Regions from separate parts of the Mus musculus genome. Here region 1 is linked to region 2. The links are chromatin contacts, called in public Micro-C maps. All regions are on one chromosome and are shown on one strand. The core of a region is the stretch at or near the end of the contact, and the rest is flanking DNA. Distances in the headings are between cores, read along the strand shown.

Region 1 (2,700 bases), core at 96-2,595, 2.8 Mb after region 2:
CAGCCCTCCCCTGAGGACAATACCTCTTTATAGGACAAAGGTGATTATGAAGAGAAAGTGAAGGTTCTCCTCTCCACAAAAACTCACCTAGGAACAGGGAGACAGGAGGTTGGCTATTATTCTCTCATTTCCTCTAAGCTTAATCAATCTAAAAAAAAATAGTATTTGGGTGTGATGGTACATGCCTTTAATCCCAACACATGAGAAGCAGAAACAAGCATATCTCTATGAGTTTGAGGTCAGCCTGGTCTCCATGGTGAGGGTCAGGCCAGCCAGGGCTGCATAGTGAGACCTTGTCAAAAATACCAAAAAGAAAGAAAGACAGGAAGGAAGAAAGGAAGGAAGATAGACAGAAAGAAGACAGAATTAGTGGTATCACTGGCAATGTGTAAATAATAGCAAATAATATATAATTGATAGTGACTAACAGTAAATTTCCCTTAATTTTGTAAAACACATAAATTTGGGACTGGAGGTCATCTTAGGCAAAGGCATTGCATGCTAGAATACTTAATATTTACATTTTAGCACAATTACATTGCCACCCAGCTAAATATATTCACTCACGTGTTAGGATGGGCAAGAATAAAGTACTGTCTTTGCACATACTGTGTGTCATATTTTACAGCGAATAATGAACATGAGTAAATGGGTAAAGAAAAAGAAAACCAAACATAACTCAAAAAGTAGAATTATCTAGTGGTCTCTAACTACTTGGATTCTGCTCCTAATTCCACCAATGATTTAAACTAATGTGTCAAACGTCCTTTAAAATATCATCTATTAATAAGCTGGTCTCATAGTAGAACCTTTCTCCAAAACATCCATATGCTTAAATAATCATGATTAAAGCATCCTCTAAAAGACACTTCACTTTACATAAATGTTAGCATTGCCTGTCTGGATCGTTCACCTTAATTACAGTGTCATAGACAGAATATGCTTTCATGTGCCCAGCACAACTATTTTTCTAACTATTGATTTAAAAAAATGCTGGCTCACAAAATGCCAGAGGAATTTTCCATGTTCATATAGTGTCTACTTGCACTTAAATATTGCATCAATAATCTGAAAACAAGGAACCGCCTGTGTGGCCAGACGCTGTAGATGCTATGGCTTCTATCATGGGCTGCTTTCAACTGCTATATTTTATGGCACAGATTCAGTGGGAATCTGATCTGCTAAAATATTTGGGCTGTGAAAACTCCCACACTGTGACAGATGTCAAGTCCAATTAAGTGACTCGTGTCCAGGTTTCTGTCCAATAGGATTTCCCATTAAATATCAATTTAGGGGGAAAAAATTCCATCCCCCTTCTTAAGCCTTTATCTCTTCCACCATCTCCAGGCTAAATCAATTGGTACCAGAAGAGCCAAGAAGCCACACAGGCAGCTGCCTCTCCTCTCTGGCTCTCCCAAGCTCCCCTTTCTCTGCTTCCCTGTCACTGTTACTCCAGAAGACGTCCACTTCTCTCCAATCTCTCTCCAGCATCTCCAAGCTACTGACTATATACATTTCACCACAAGGTAAAGAGGGGAGGGAGTGGGGTAGGGTAGGGGGTGTAACCAAACCTTGAAAGACTTTGAAACTGCAAAATTGGCGTCTGCTTATACAACACAGAAGTAGATGAGGGACAAGACAGAGGCAACCTTAAGCCCTAGTTACTGTATTGTTGTTCCTGGGAACTGGGGAGACACCGGCTGAACAAAGCATTATCTTGAAGAAGAAGAGAAAAATCACTTCTGAGCCCCTTCCATCCCTGACCGCACTTCCCAGTTTCGCCCCAGCCCGATTAAGGGAAGGGAAGGAGTCCTCAAGGAATGGAATTTTATCTTAACCATCTTTCTTATTGATTATTCTGCTATTAGAAAGTGGAGGAATCGTCCCTTTGATGTGATTGTTTTTATCTCAGCATCTCTTTTGTTATTTATACAGCCCTTTGAGTGGGGAGGCGTGAGGTTTCAACACTTCGACTTATAAAGATCAACAACGAATTTTCCTGAAATGTTTAAGAACAGTTAAAAACAAACCAACAAACAAACAAACGGGCGTTTTCAATCCATCAACTAAGTGAACAACCATACACCCGCTAAGACACCGCCGCTCGTTGTGGTGGTCGGCGAGATGACAGCTGCTTTTTCATCTGCGAATGTAATAAATATTGGCTGCTTTTAATATTTGCCAGGATCTCTCCTCCTTGTTTCCTGGAATTTTAACTCTAAAAGATTGACGAAAAGATTATCGACAGGGCTCTTGCAAGGTAAGACATCTTCACGTCTCTTTTTCTTTAGATTAAGTTGAGTCATATTGTATTTTATAGATGTATTCCTCACACATGGTCATAGACTTAAATGCCCACGAGAAATACCATTTATGACTATTTAAATATCTGGAGGATTTAAACGCGTGGGGGGACAGCCCGGGAACTTTTTGTCCGATCTGTAACTATGTCGTGGTTTGCTATGATTTTTCTCCCTGTGTATTTCTACCTCTTCACGCCAACTGCGTAGGTGTGAGTTGTTTCACTTATAAACGTAGAGAAAAGCCTGGGGGGCGGGGGGAGCAGCATGCAGTTCGTTTGGTTCATTTATTGTTATTCTGAGGATCCGTTTTCCTTGCACGGAAAGCTGTTTCTGAGCTCAGGTCTCTCCTGGGCAAATTCGAGGCCAGGAGCCGAACCTACATCCCCTCCCTGGCTTT
Region 2 (2,700 bases), core at 165-2,664:
GAACGGTCCTGAAAGCTTTAAAAGTGAGGCGTGGGAGCAAAGGGAGATCATTAGTAAGAGATGAGAGCCAAGTTCTGGAGATGAGGGGATTTGAAGAAATTTTGAAAAAGTTCCTTCCCAGCTATCAGAAGTCTTATCTATCTCCCCCCCACCCCCAACCCCGGCACCCGCTGTGGGTTCTTTGGAATAAGAGCCCGGGATAGGCGAAGCGCAGCTCAGAGTCTGCTGCGCTATGAAAGTTACTATTTGTGTGGTGCAGGGGCCCAGTCTAGCAGGGTAAGTTTGCAGACCCCGAGGCAAGCTAAGCGGCCCATGCAGGTCTCTTAACTCTCAGCGTGTCTGTCTCCTCCCTCCATCAGGTAGAACAAGGAGCGTGAAGTCCTGAAATGTTCAGTTATAAGGCCGAATGGCAGCAGGAAAATTTTTTGTTGTTGTTGTTTCGTTTTGCCTTAACCGGACCCGCTTAGAAAGTCATTGATCTGGAACACAGTAGAAACCTGCGTAGAGAAATTTGGGCAGATCTCAAAGCCCCTGGGGGCATGGGTGATATGATCAGAAATATCTTCTGCCTTTTTTTTTTTTTTTTTTTTTTTTTTTTTGAGGAGAGGGACAGGTTAGCATTTTGTCACAGCATCAGCTTCCCAGATCTGCATCTGAACTGAGTATGATAGCTAGCTCTATTAGATCCTGAGAGTTTGGAAGGAAACTGTATGGATTCGTATTTGGACTTGTAGAGTCTATAAGGGCGAAGATCAGATTTTGACTTTGAGCTGTCCCGACTGCCCTCCTCCTACAGAGAAACAAGTCGGGTGCCGGGAAGCCAGGGGTTAAAGTTGGCAGAGAAGCATCCTGGGGATGGCCAGCGCACAGCCTTGGCCCGAGCCTCAGTCTCTCCCTTCTCCCCATTGGCCCGAGCTCTCGGGCTTTCTCTTGTTCCTTTCTTGCCATTGGCTGGGGGCTGGCTTTCCTCCCCTCTGCCTTTTTCTGCTCCCCCTCCCTTTTCCCTCACCCCTCGGACAGGAGCTCACTGCCTACCCCCTGTTCCTCGGGAAGGGAGGAATTCAGGGGGGAAAAGTTTCCCAGAAGTTTGGATCAGGGAAGGACGGGAAGAACGAGTGGGGAAGGGGGAGAGGGAGGAGAAAAAGGAAGAGGGAGTGAATTTAAAAAAAAAAAAAAAAAAGAAAGAAAGAAAAGAAAAAAAAAAAAGAAAAGATGAAGTTCAGTCAGCAGAGTTTGTGAGCGCCTGCCCGGGTGGGTGGGGAGCTGGACTCAGTGCTCCATGCAACGGGCGGGCGGCGTTCCCCGCGCTAGTTCCTAGAGGCTGGGGCAGCTGGGGGCACCGGTCTGATCCGGCGGTCGAGGGCGGGGGAGGACACGGAGGGAGGGCGCAGATCACCCGCGGAGCCGCCGCCCCAGTTTCGGCCGCGGCGCCGCCGCCTCTCCAGGGCCGGGTCGGCGGGCGCTCGGAGCGTGCGGCCGCGGGGCTGCCAGCTCAGTAGCGCGGGCTAGAGGAGACCCGGGTGCGGGCGGCTAAAATGAGTGAACGGAGAAGATCTGCAGTCGCCCTGAGCTCCCGAGCACATGCCTTCTCCGTTGAAGCCTTGATCGGCTCAAATAAAAAGCGGAAACTGCGAGACTGGGAGGAGAAGGGGCTGGACTTGTCCATGGAGGCGCTGAGTCCCGCAGGCCCACTCGGAGACACAGACGACCCGGCGACACACGGCCTGGAGCCCCACCCGGGTGAGTGTGTCGGATCGGACGACGGGAGGCGGGTGGAGAAGGAACACCAGCCGGTATCCCCGCGAGTGGAGGGAGGCCCTGCCTGCTGACTCCCTGCCTCACTCCGACGGGGGTTCCTTTTTCTTGGCATAAATACCTTGAGCCTCCCTAAATTCGCCGGAACCAATTTGGGGGCCTGGCCCGAGCCTTGCATTTTAATCGCCAATTTCAAGGCCTACTTGCGTCCATCCCCCTTCTCTTGTGTCAGAGACTGAGGGCTGCGGGTCCCTGGGTTTGAAAGAGCTCAGTCAAAGACACTGGAGAAAGAGCCCAGTGGATCTGAGACTTGCTTCCGTGCTTCTGAGAGCCCCCGAGTGCTGCCAGACGAAGCCTATAAGGCAGCCATGGGAAATGTTCCGGTTTTCTCTTTTAGTTTCTCTCTCAACTAAGTTTTAGATGGTGGAGTATAATTATTTCTATTTCACTGGGGACATAGTAGATAGACACTGTATCCTGAGACCCAGGTCTTTAATCCGTGCCCACATCTCAGTATTTGGGTGGGTGCACGTTTCAACTAATTTTCTTAGATCTCTCCATATTGTACATAATTAATATGCACAAAACACTTAAAACTCAAGGCGGATGTCAATGTGTGTATTTTAACAGAACCCTAAGAGGGAGAAAACAGCTTCACATTTTGTATTTAGTGCCAAGATTTCAACAGTGCAAAACAGCCCGGGGGAACAGCTGTTGTCAAAATCCTGTAAGCACGCTCACAAACACTACACTCATAACTCGGTTTAGCGGCTTCAGAATATTTTCAACAACTAGTATTTTCAGCCCAGATTTCTAAGGCCCTGCAGAAGGTGTCCCTGCGGACCAGCTAGGATCCAGGACTAGACTCCTTGTCCTACACGGCTTGGGGGTGGGGGGGAAGAGTCAGGCAGCCGCCCACACAGGAATGGGAGCAGCAGTAGGCTC

Evidence for each region. A called contact is a pair of places that touch in the nucleus more often than the background predicts.
Region 1: a Micro-C map of embryonic stem cells shows a contact between it and region 2, with 6 times the contacts expected there. The contact joins the promoter of Nhlh2 here to the promoter of Tbx15 in region 2. A contact is called at or near these places in 4 of 39 promoter capture datasets (cranial neural crest, embryonic stem cells, hippocampal neurons and 1 more), 4 of 484 Hi-C or Micro-C datasets (embryonic stem cells and epiblasts) and 1 of 115 datasets of contacts at active chromatin or transcription factors (embryonic stem cells).

Annotation. Positions count from the first base shown.
Region 1 is chr3:102,008,800-102,011,499 of GRCm38.p6, forward strand. It overlaps Nhlh2 (nescient helix loop helix 2), which reads left to right and starts at 1,346. Exons shown (of 3, transcript NM_178777.3): 1 at 1,346-1,526; 2 at 1,936-2,260.
Region 2 is chr3:99,252,346-99,255,045 of GRCm38.p6, forward strand. It overlaps Tbx15 (T-box 15), which reads left to right and starts at 1,415. Exons shown (of 8, transcript NM_009323.2): 1 at 1,415-1,740. The coding sequence starts at 1,536.